Linked DNA regions of Mus musculus: all the other regions are linked to region 1. Evidence: chromatin contacts called from public ChIA-PET and HiChIP or PLAC-seq data. All regions are on one chromosome and are shown on one strand. Each heading gives the region's core, a stretch centred on a gene start, on an enhancer-like site or on the middle of the called end of the contact. The rest is flanking DNA. Distances are from core to core; before and after follow the strand shown.

Region 1 (3,225 bases), core at 403-2,902:
CATATTTGCATGCTTTATATCATGTGGTCTTAAATATATACACTATATAATACCTATATATCATTATACTTACATGTTATCTATTAAAAAAGAATCACAGTATATCTGCAAGGAAACCCAGAAGTCCTTGGCTTTGAGAAGAGAAAGTTTGGGTTTAGAAAGAATGTAAACAATAATCAAACAGCAATAAGATTTGATGAGACAGAGGATATCTGGGTTATGCTGTGATTACCAAGTGCTGACAAGAAATAAAAGTATAAACCACACAAGCTGTTCAGATGAAGTAGCTTTTCTGTGTTCCCTAAGGATAAGCCACTCTTGGTGATGTGGTGAGTGATAACGGCCCCTCTTGCAAGACGAACATATGTGCTCTGATTGGGCAGGGTAGCAGCTATCAGGGATGTGTGTGAGGACAGTCATCTAGTACTTCGCAGCCTTAACTCTTCTAACATCCCATCTCTAGTGAGCCATTGTGTTGTGAACCATCAACTCTCTTCTTAGCTACTCTCTACCTAATGGGCCATTTTGATGCAGTCTTCACCAAGGATGTATCAGTTCTTCCTCTAGTACTCTCTGAGCAGTGCTTGAAAAATCCTTTCTAGAGAACTAAAATAACACCATGAAGCTGTTTCTCTACCCAATCCTGATGTTTTCTATTTGAAGATTACAGTGAAGTAAAGTGGGTGTAGGTGCTAAGTACTTGCTTGGATGACTATGGCCCCATCCATCTCTAAAGTTCTCCTAACCAGTCCTGTAGTTATGGAAATGTCGCAGATTCTCCTAGTCTCCCTTATTCAAACTTTCAAAGCTAACTCGGCCTCTTCCCTCACACCCAAATCTCAGTCACTATTGCTATAGATAGATAACCCTCACAATGGCCACCCCTGTCTCAATGGCACTCAAGCTCCCATCATGAACAAAAGACATCTCCCATCAACACAATTCTAGAAATGTAAACTAACTTGGTAGGGAGGAGATTTCCTCCTAACCTCACACTTGTTTATACTAAATCTATACATAGAACCACATTAGAGTATACATTACTAGAAAGCAAGGATTTATGAAAGCTAGTGAGATCCATAGTTTATTCCAGTCATCTCTTTTTAGGACCTTGACCCTGGTGTTACCCTAATCAGGCCAGTTATGAAGCCACCACCAACCTTACTTTCTCCTGCTTGTCTCCTTTCTAAACAAAGCTGCCATGACTCTTTCCTGATACCCTTTGCAATTCATTCCACCTCTTTTCACATTTCACTAGATTTGGCCTAATAAAACACATCATGTCACCTACAGGTGCAACTCCATCTACTCCCAAAAGTTTTCATGTCAGTTCCACAACAAAGCCTTGATACACAGAGGCATCTCTGGGCATCCTGTTGAGCCAGACGTAAGCAAAGTCACAAGCAGATTACCCTAAGATTCGAAGTATAAGTACAAAGAAAATGTTGTTTTCAAGCTTGCTTCAAAACAAATCTGGAAAGAGATGCTGGCCCAGACTTGTGGCTGCAGTTCAAAGCCCCAAAGGGGACCAGGGGGCTCAAAGGTGTGCCTTGAGCATTTCAGCTCAAACACTTGCTGTATCTTTTGCTAACTTCAGGCTAACCACAGGGAGACAGCTACTCTGTTCACCATTTCTTAAACATCCTCACCTTGCTATGCCCCCACAAACCAGGCAGAAACCACAACATCCTTCTAGTATACGACAGGCTTCACCATGTACTCTGGAGGCGGAGAGCTTAGTCTTCTTCCCCTCCACTTTCACTGTCTGAGCCCATTTCGTACCAAAGTCCCTGCAAATTAAAGTCTTTGCTGGCATGCTACCTCCGTGCGTTGGAAGGCACCACTTAGCTTCCAGATGCTACAAGAACCCCTTACATGTTTCTTCTGAATTTCTGCATTTAAGAGTTTGATTCATTCTGCCAGGACCACAGACTAGAAACTTCCTTTAAAATGGCATGTAAGACTAGACCACTGTCATATTTTAAGCAGGCAACTTCCTTCAAGCTGATGAGCATAGTTGTAATAGATGACATTTTCTTAAAGAAGTAGAAGTAGCTATCACGTAATGTTTTTTTTTTAATATATTTTTGATAAAGATACACTCACTGTTGGCCTTTAAACATTTATATAAGGTGTATTTTACTATGCTCAGGATATAACAAAAGGAGGCAAGGCATGAATATTTAGCAAGAATCTGGGATTTTTAACCAGGAAGAAACTCGCATAGAGTTTAATTCCTTTGTCTGAGAAACATTTTAGACATTAAACCTCTAAAGAGCTGAGTTCTGAGACTCTACTACTCAAGCAAAGCCACTGCAACATAGGAGCCATAATAATAAAGGTTTCTTTTATACATCTAAGTTTGATGTAGTGGTCAAATGAAGGCACATTCAGTATGCAAAATTTCTCTGATTTCTCCTATTACATGATTATGAGGCTATTTGGAGCATGGGCTGAAAATACAGATTTCTGGGTAGTCTTCTTCAAAATATGCAACAGACCAGAAATGCAGAAATTGATTTCTTATACCCATAAAGTCTTACCAATATGACCTCCTAAAGGTGAGCTGAACAAGGACATGACAGAATGGATAGGTAAAAGCTTAACTCTTCACAGAGAACTATAGGCAACTAAAGAAGGATGGGAGCAGGAGAGTTGTTCTTACTCAAGGATGAGAACACCAATGGCCAAATGGGAAGCCCTGAAAACATGCATACAAGTAACATTATTTAACAGGATATATATATATATACATGCATATATGTCATATGTACATGGAATAACAATTAAAAACGAGGCCATAGATTTGAAGGAGAGCAGAAGGAATATATAAGAGAGTTTGGAGAGAGAAAGAAAAGGGATAAATATTGTAATTATAACTCCCCCCAAAATATTTTAAAAGTGATTTCCTAGTCTTTTTTTTTTCTAACGTTTCCATTTTTTTTAAGGAGTACAAGATATAGTTCACTCTCTCCTTAAGTTCTTTAATTGAAAATGGAGAGCAAGCCTTATGATAAATAGCAATTGGCTTCATGCTCAAGGTTAGCTAGGGAGGTCACAGAGCTTGGCAAAGGGCCATAGCACAAGGTTAGCTATTGGCATGACAAGGGGCAGAGCACACGTTAACTGGCAACTACCAAATGTTAGCTGAAAATAAATTCAGAACATTTTGCAAAGTCCCTTGGGTTTTAAATGTTAATGATTAATTCAAATGTCTTATAATGC
Region 2 (3,225 bases), core at 340-2,839, 660 kb before region 1:
CTCAGAACCTCTGGAAGAGCAGTCAGTGCTCTTAACCGCTGAGCTATCTCTCCAGCCCCAGTACATTATGGTTTTGAGCATATGTGCCCATCACCCATCGTTTCTCTTCCTCTCCTGTCCCTACTCCACTCCTGTTAGTTTCCCTAGATAGTTCACTGTAATCTCACGTCATTGGAACACACATGATTTGTATTTAAAATGACCATAACTGAATATGATCATGGTAAGTGAATTAAGCCAGTCTCACAAAGACACCTATTTTTTCTAAATAGCCCTTAATTTATATATTTAAACGATCCTTCATTATCTAAAAAATGCAAAACAATTTTTGTTTGTGATGCAAATAATTTCATCTAAGTAGGAGCTTTGAAGAACCAGGGCTTCTTGAGCCAGAACAATGCTATACTGTTCACTAAGCTATGACAATGTTGCAAGCAAACTGTTCTGTCTTTGTGTGTATGCACGTGCACCTGAGTGTGTGTGTGTGTGTGTGTGTGTGTGTGTGTGTGTGTATTGAACCCCAGACACAGCAATCAGATTGCTTTGCATGAGGGCTGCCATCAGCTTAGAGGAGTGAGCTTTCAAGACTTGCAAACCGGCAAGGAGGTAAAATACAAACCTCATGATTTCAGCCTGTGTGCCTGCTCTGTGGAACTCCACAGAGGCGCTCTATCTCAGAGTCACTCAAAAGGCTCAGAGCAGGATGTGGCAACCATCCATCTACCCAAGTCTGCAGTCCCAATTGGGGCCGGGCTGCAGCTGGCCAATGTTTGTGCTCTCCCTTAGCCCCTCCTTCTTCCACATTTCCTGTTTCCTGTTCTGAATTATATGGTCTGCACCTGAGTCCTACTGCCTTCTGATTTCCACTGTAAACTAAAGGTGTAGAGAGCCTTGGCAGGAAGGAACCCTGTGTAGGGGTTGGGAGAGGTGAGCCTGGGTTATATCCCTCCTCCTGCTGCCTTAATGCTGGTTGCCCTAAGCTGACCAAGGCAGCCGGTTCTATAGAACGCTCCCTCCAGGGGTTGTGTGGATGGCCCCTATCCTCTGCCCAGTCAGGATTAAACTGGTCCTAGAACCTGACAGTTGCTCACCACTGTCAGTTTGATATTTTATCCAAGTCCTTGAATTGTCCTGTCTCCTTTAGAGCACCCTCTTTATGGGTCACCACTGTCCCTTCAAAATGGTGGCAACAGGTGTTCCCTTTCCTCTGGGTCTCACTATCATGATGGGGACTGGAGACTTGAGGCCTTCCCCCCCCCCCCCCCCCCCCCCCAGCTACTGATGGTCTGGAAGCTCCAATGTGATTGGCAGGCTGAGAAAACGGAGTTACTGGTTTGGGCATAGGATGCTGCTTGCCTTGCCTTAGACCCAGATCTTGTTCCCTGGGAAACTAAACTCTTTCAGCACAGCCCAGTGCTGGAGGGCAAACAACTCTTGCAGAATCACTCAGGGGGGAACACACTCCTGAAGTCTGTGGCTCTTTATTTAAGGGAAGCATTGGGCAATGAACTGCACAGACCTGCAGGGTCTCCTGCAAGGATGCCCTTCCTGGTCCGAGGCTAAGTGCTTCCTGCTTCTCTTATATATTTGGCAACAGAAACTTTCTGCCCTCTTAGCTCTTCAAAAGGGCTTGTTACATCCGGCTGCAAACCACGGGGACTGATGATGCTGTCACAAAAGAAGCTGTTGCTGTGCATTTTGTAAAAGACGGGTTTTGAAATCTTTCATCCTTATGTTACACGTAGCTTACTGTTTACTGTTATTTTTTTTTCCTGCTGAAAATTTTATTATTGGGGGAAAAAAACCCCATGATTAAATTGTCCATATATCCTACAATAAGGGGTCCCTTGCTTTCCTTTCCTAACGACTGTGATGTGAACATTCCTGAGCCTCCTGCCAGATACCAATACACACACTGCTTTCTTGCAACATCTACCATTATGCCTTTTACATAGGACTTTTTTTTTAAAAGATTTATGTATATGAGTATACTGTAGCTGTCTTCAGACACACCAGAAGAGGGCATCAGATCTCATTACAGATGGTTGTGAGCCACCATGTGGTTGCTGGGAATTGAACTCAGGATCTCTGAAAGAGCACTCAGTGCTCTTCACTGCTGAGCCCCACATAGGGTTTTTTTTTCCTCCTTTTTTTTTTTTTTTGAGTCTCTCCTTGCTGTCCCATATAGGCCACTTCTTTGGGACTCCTTGACTCCTGCTGCAGAATTGTTTCATGAGCTGTTCTGAAACCTACCTGCTTACCACTACCCTTGTAAATTCTCCTAGGATGGGTCATTTGTCTGTATCTTTCATCTTTAGCTAGGAATTATGGGGAAGAAATCTACCCTGAGTACCACCAGAGCTCTAGTGACTTGCCTAGTCTGGAAAACACTTCTTTTCTGATCCCAGGTATGTGTGAATCATACTCTCAGAGGGTTGAGGGTAGATCTGACGTTGTCAATCAATGTCATAACGTCCGCTCATACGCACGGGGTATAATCCAAAGCTTATTTTAAATTTAGTTTGCATAGGGCAGTAATAAAAGTTAATTTTCCAAGTCTGAAAGAGAAGATGCGTTCTAAAATTGGCATCATTTTTTAAAGTCTCATTGCGGCCTTTCTTAGGCTTCCTTCCATACTTTTCTTGCTCACCTGTAAAAAAATTCATTGCACATGGAAACTGAGAATCCAAATGAAAGGGACTTAAACCCTCAGAAATGCTACTAAGTGAAGACAATTGCTCTAATATTTGGTGTTACATACAGTCTTTAAGAGTCAGTTGTGGCCTTCCATCCAAGTACTAGCTGCATATGCAGCAGAAGATGGCCTAGTTGGCCATCATTGGGAAGAGAGGCCCCTTGGTCTTGCAAACTTTATATGCCCCAGTACAGGTGAACACCAGGGCCAAGAAGTGGGAGTAGATGGGTAGAGGAGGGGGAGGGAAGGGTACAGGGGACTTTCGGGATAGTATTTGAAATGTAAATGAAGAAAATACCAAATAAAAAATTGGGAAAAGGACAAACAGGAATCAGCTGTGGCGGCCTATATAGAAGCTGCACATGTACACACGCGGACGTAAGATGCAAACTAGCTGGAAAGGAAAGGGAGATGACTAGGAATGGGTTACGATCAGACAATGAGGGTTAAAGCATTCACAGTGTGTTTTTCACGAGCCTGAAGAAGTCTGAACTTTTTAATGTATTTTACGTATTACAGTATATGTGTCC
Region 3 (3,225 bases), core at 215-2,714, 570 kb before region 1:
TTGATTTATTCTCCCTCCCTCCTCTTTCATGCTCTCTCTCCATTTAAAATACAAGTTTGAGGTCATTAAATTAATTTGATCACAGCAATTCCTGAGGCAAAACACCATCAGGTCTTTGGACTATTCCACGGAGACAAGATTTCAAGCAATTAACTAGAGTGCAAAGGACTGACTTGGCCACGGTGACACGTGTCAGTTGGTTTTTGCATGCTCAGTGCTATTTTGACTCAATCGACATCATTATCTCACTAAATTATCAAAGTAATTGATGAAATCAGTACATTCATCCCTCTTTTTTTTTCTTTTTGGTTTTTGGAGACAGGGTTTCTCTGTATAGCTTTTAAACTTTAATTAGTAATATACATATTATAAGTATTTAAATAAAATAATATATAAACTATTGTTATGCTGAATCCTGAAGTAAAATGTATTTTTGTGTAAGTTATAATACCTGGAAATCTCTAATGGATTTGCTCATTTTAGAGGCTTGGAGATCAAGAGGCAGAGGAAGGAAAAGTGTTCTAAAATCACTAAAGAGGACCCCAGAAAGGCTCATCCCATGAGATCATAGCTTTTTTCCACTTTATGAGCTGCCAGACAGACATTGCAACTTCACTGAAGAGACATAGGATTTTATTTAGTCCATTGGAAACAAAAGAAGCCAGATCCTTTTGCACAGATTCAGGAAGCCAAGCTTCAAATCTTTGAGGTCCTGGAGCCCAGTGGGATGCAGAGATGCTTTCATGGCTCTGAGGAGGTTCACCAATCTAATTGTCACCTCATTGGGTTTTGTTCTGCAGGTCAAGGCTCAATTTGCTTTGTCATCTCTATGTTAGTATTAACTACAACATCCTAAGGCTTGCTTGGCCTGTGCTATCCTCAGCACAGTCCTAAGCTTTTCTTCTTTTCTTTTCTTTTCTTTTCTTTTCTTTTCTTTTCTTTTCTTTTCTTTTCTTTTCTTTTCTTTTCTTTTCTTTTCTTTCCTTTCCTTTCCTTTCCTTTTCTTTTCTTTTCTTTTCTTTTCTTTTCTTTTCTTTTCTTTTCAGTAACCACTAACACCAGGGAACCCTGTTAAAAAGAAAATTTAAAATGATTATCTTCATCATTTATGTTCTTGTATTTGTAAGGAAGACCTTGGTCAGATGCCATCTTCCTTTTAGTCAGTCACACATACTCGTCTTGACTTACCTGGGAAAAATGTATGTAGGATGCTAACATTCAAAGATTTTGGGTTCCAGGGACAAGGTTGTAAGAGAGAAATGCTTCTGACTGGTGCCATCTAGCAAGTGCTGTACACGGTTCCCTCTGCAACCCATAAGAAGCTGCGCAAGTGTTTTTCATGTGTGCTCACTGTCTTGTACCACCGGGCATTTGTTGGCTGTTTGTGAACCACACTGGCATCCGAGTGCAGCTGCAAAGGAGAGTGTACTCTGTGGCATCTCAAGGTGAAGTGTGACTGTGGGTGAGGAACCACAAAACCTCAGAGACTCTGGGGGAAACCAGTTACCAGATATCAGGAAGGTCTGAATGAGCAGTGAAAGCAGGGAAAACACCCTCCCCACAAGCTGTTCTCGCAATGTATTCCACATTCATGTGTCATCAAAGTTTATGGTTAGGACCAAGAAGAGCAGGAAGAGGAGAAAGGGCTGGGAGTGGAAGGGGGGGAGGAACACAAAAATTTATTCTTATTTAATTGTCCACTTTGTTGGCCTTCAAACTGATAACACAGATCAACTTTGCCACATACAGGAACTTTTGGTCCTGTCTACTGCCTACCTGCATGAATGGTGACATGTATCATATGGCTTCCTCTACCTTGAGGTTTGGGAGGCAGGAATACAGAGGAGGGGAATCACTCTCAGAGTTCTTCATACTCTGATTTGGAGTAGAAATAAATCATCAAGACCACTAGTAACTTACAAATGAGAACAGAAAGGCTAAAAGCCACACAATTAGCATTTTGTCTACTGCTCTTTGTTTAAAAGAGCATTTTAAATAGGGATGTAAGTTCATTTTAACTAACATAGGTTACACCTAACAAATTGTTTCCAAGTTGGGTAAGAGAAGCTGTGGATACTGTGCAGAAGAGCTAAGCACACTTGAGAGACGTGGCAGGCTGTGCAAGATACCTGTTCTTCTGAAAGTTTCTTGGCCAATGGCTTTCTGAATTTTTTTACAGAATTCTCTGAGACCTGGGCTGATTGGCTGACATTATGACATTAACCCTGGTTCCATATCACAGGACCAGGGTGAGTATAGTCTCATTCCCTTCAACATGTCTATTGAGAGAAAGAGACCATCTGGTAGGATGGAAAAGTGGCTTCCCCCTTGGCTTCTTTACCTTATTATTTTCCTCCTGTTGTTGAATAATGAATGCGCAGATCAGGGAATTCACAGAAATTGGTGTGCTAGGGCTTCCTGAGTGGAGCAAGCATGAATGCCAAGGGAAACAGAACGTGCCCCATTAGGACTGAGAGGCCAACAGGGTTGCTCAGTGTGCATGTGACAATCCAGAACTTAGTGCTATCTACAGAGACTTGGGAGACAGAGTGTTTGCTTCTCTCTAGTATTACAACCTGCCTCTTATTCTGTAACACTGAGAATGGGTTAAGTGTTGACTGCTATGAGGTGAAGTGGAAATTATTTCATCACTGCACTCAGTTGGCATGGCTTTCTTGACTCCAAAACCCAAGGTTACATGATTGTCTTGGAATTAAAAAAAAAAGTGACATTATTTTACATAGGCCAGGCTGGCCCTAAATTCATTACATAATTGAGGCTGGTCTTGAACTCCTGATTCTTCACCCATCTCCTAAAGTACTGGGATTATAGTGTCTGCCATTATTATCAGCTCTTAACTATTGGGTTTATATTGCTGTTCTGAGGTGCAACTGTTCTCACAATTTTTCTGGGCTGACTCTTCTTGTGCATGTTCTCTTGAGTGTAGATCTTCATAATGTTAAATGGCTAGTACTTCTCTTGTACTTTAGGCCAGTCATAGAGTTTAGGTGTGCGAATCTCATGCAAAGTACCTTCATTATGTATAACAGAGGTCATAAAATGGTCCCTATAGCATTATGGGTTAGAATTTACTGGTTTTTACTTTTTTGGCTCAAGAAGTTTGGGCCCAAAAAGTTTTAGATTAGGATATTTTTATCACAAAGTCTCTTTATTTTATTTTTAAAAATTTTATTAGATATTTTCTTTATATGCATTTCAAACGTT

The links. HiChIP or PLAC-seq counts read pairs in DNA pulled down with a chosen protein or histone mark. ChIA-PET counts read pairs in DNA pulled down with a chosen protein or histone mark.
Region 2: a RAD21 HiChIP or PLAC-seq map of pro-B cells shows a contact between it and region 1, with 11 times the contacts expected there. The contact joins two enhancer-like sites. A contact is called at or near these places in 1 of 15 datasets of contacts at CTCF or cohesin (pro-B cells) and 1 of 9 other capture datasets (embryonic stem cells).
Region 3: a contact with region 1 is called in an RNA polymerase II ChIA-PET map of effector CD8 T cells, with 10 times the contacts expected there. The contact joins two enhancer-like sites. A contact is called at or near these places in 2 of 115 datasets of contacts at active chromatin or transcription factors (CD8 T cells and effector CD8 T cells).

Annotation. Positions count from the first base shown.
Region 1 is chr15:9,573,413-9,576,637 of GRCm38.p6, reverse strand. No RefSeq gene overlaps it. Among named protein-coding and RNA genes, the nearest start is that of Il7r, 45 kb to the right of the region's middle. Within about 2 kb of position 1,652, at least 47 of the 459 cell types and tissues checked have an H3K27ac peak or open chromatin away from gene starts, as enhancers often do. A contact at or near this core is called in effector CD8 T cells and pro-B cells, where this site is marked.
Region 2 is chr15:10,234,520-10,237,744 of GRCm38.p6, reverse strand. All of the region lies in intron 1 of Prlr (prolactin receptor), which reads right to left. Among named protein-coding and RNA genes, the nearest start is that of Gm41268, 34 kb to the right of the region's middle. Within about 2 kb of position 1,589, at least 34 of the 459 cell types and tissues checked have an H3K27ac peak or open chromatin away from gene starts, as enhancers often do. A contact at or near this core is called in pro-B cells, where this site is marked.
Region 3 is chr15:10,142,945-10,146,169 of GRCm38.p6, reverse strand. No RefSeq gene overlaps it. Among named protein-coding and RNA genes, the nearest start is that of Prlr, 33 kb to the left of the region's middle. Within about 2 kb of position 1,464, at least 27 of the 459 cell types and tissues checked have an H3K27ac peak or open chromatin away from gene starts, as enhancers often do. A contact at or near this core is called in effector CD8 T cells, where this site is marked.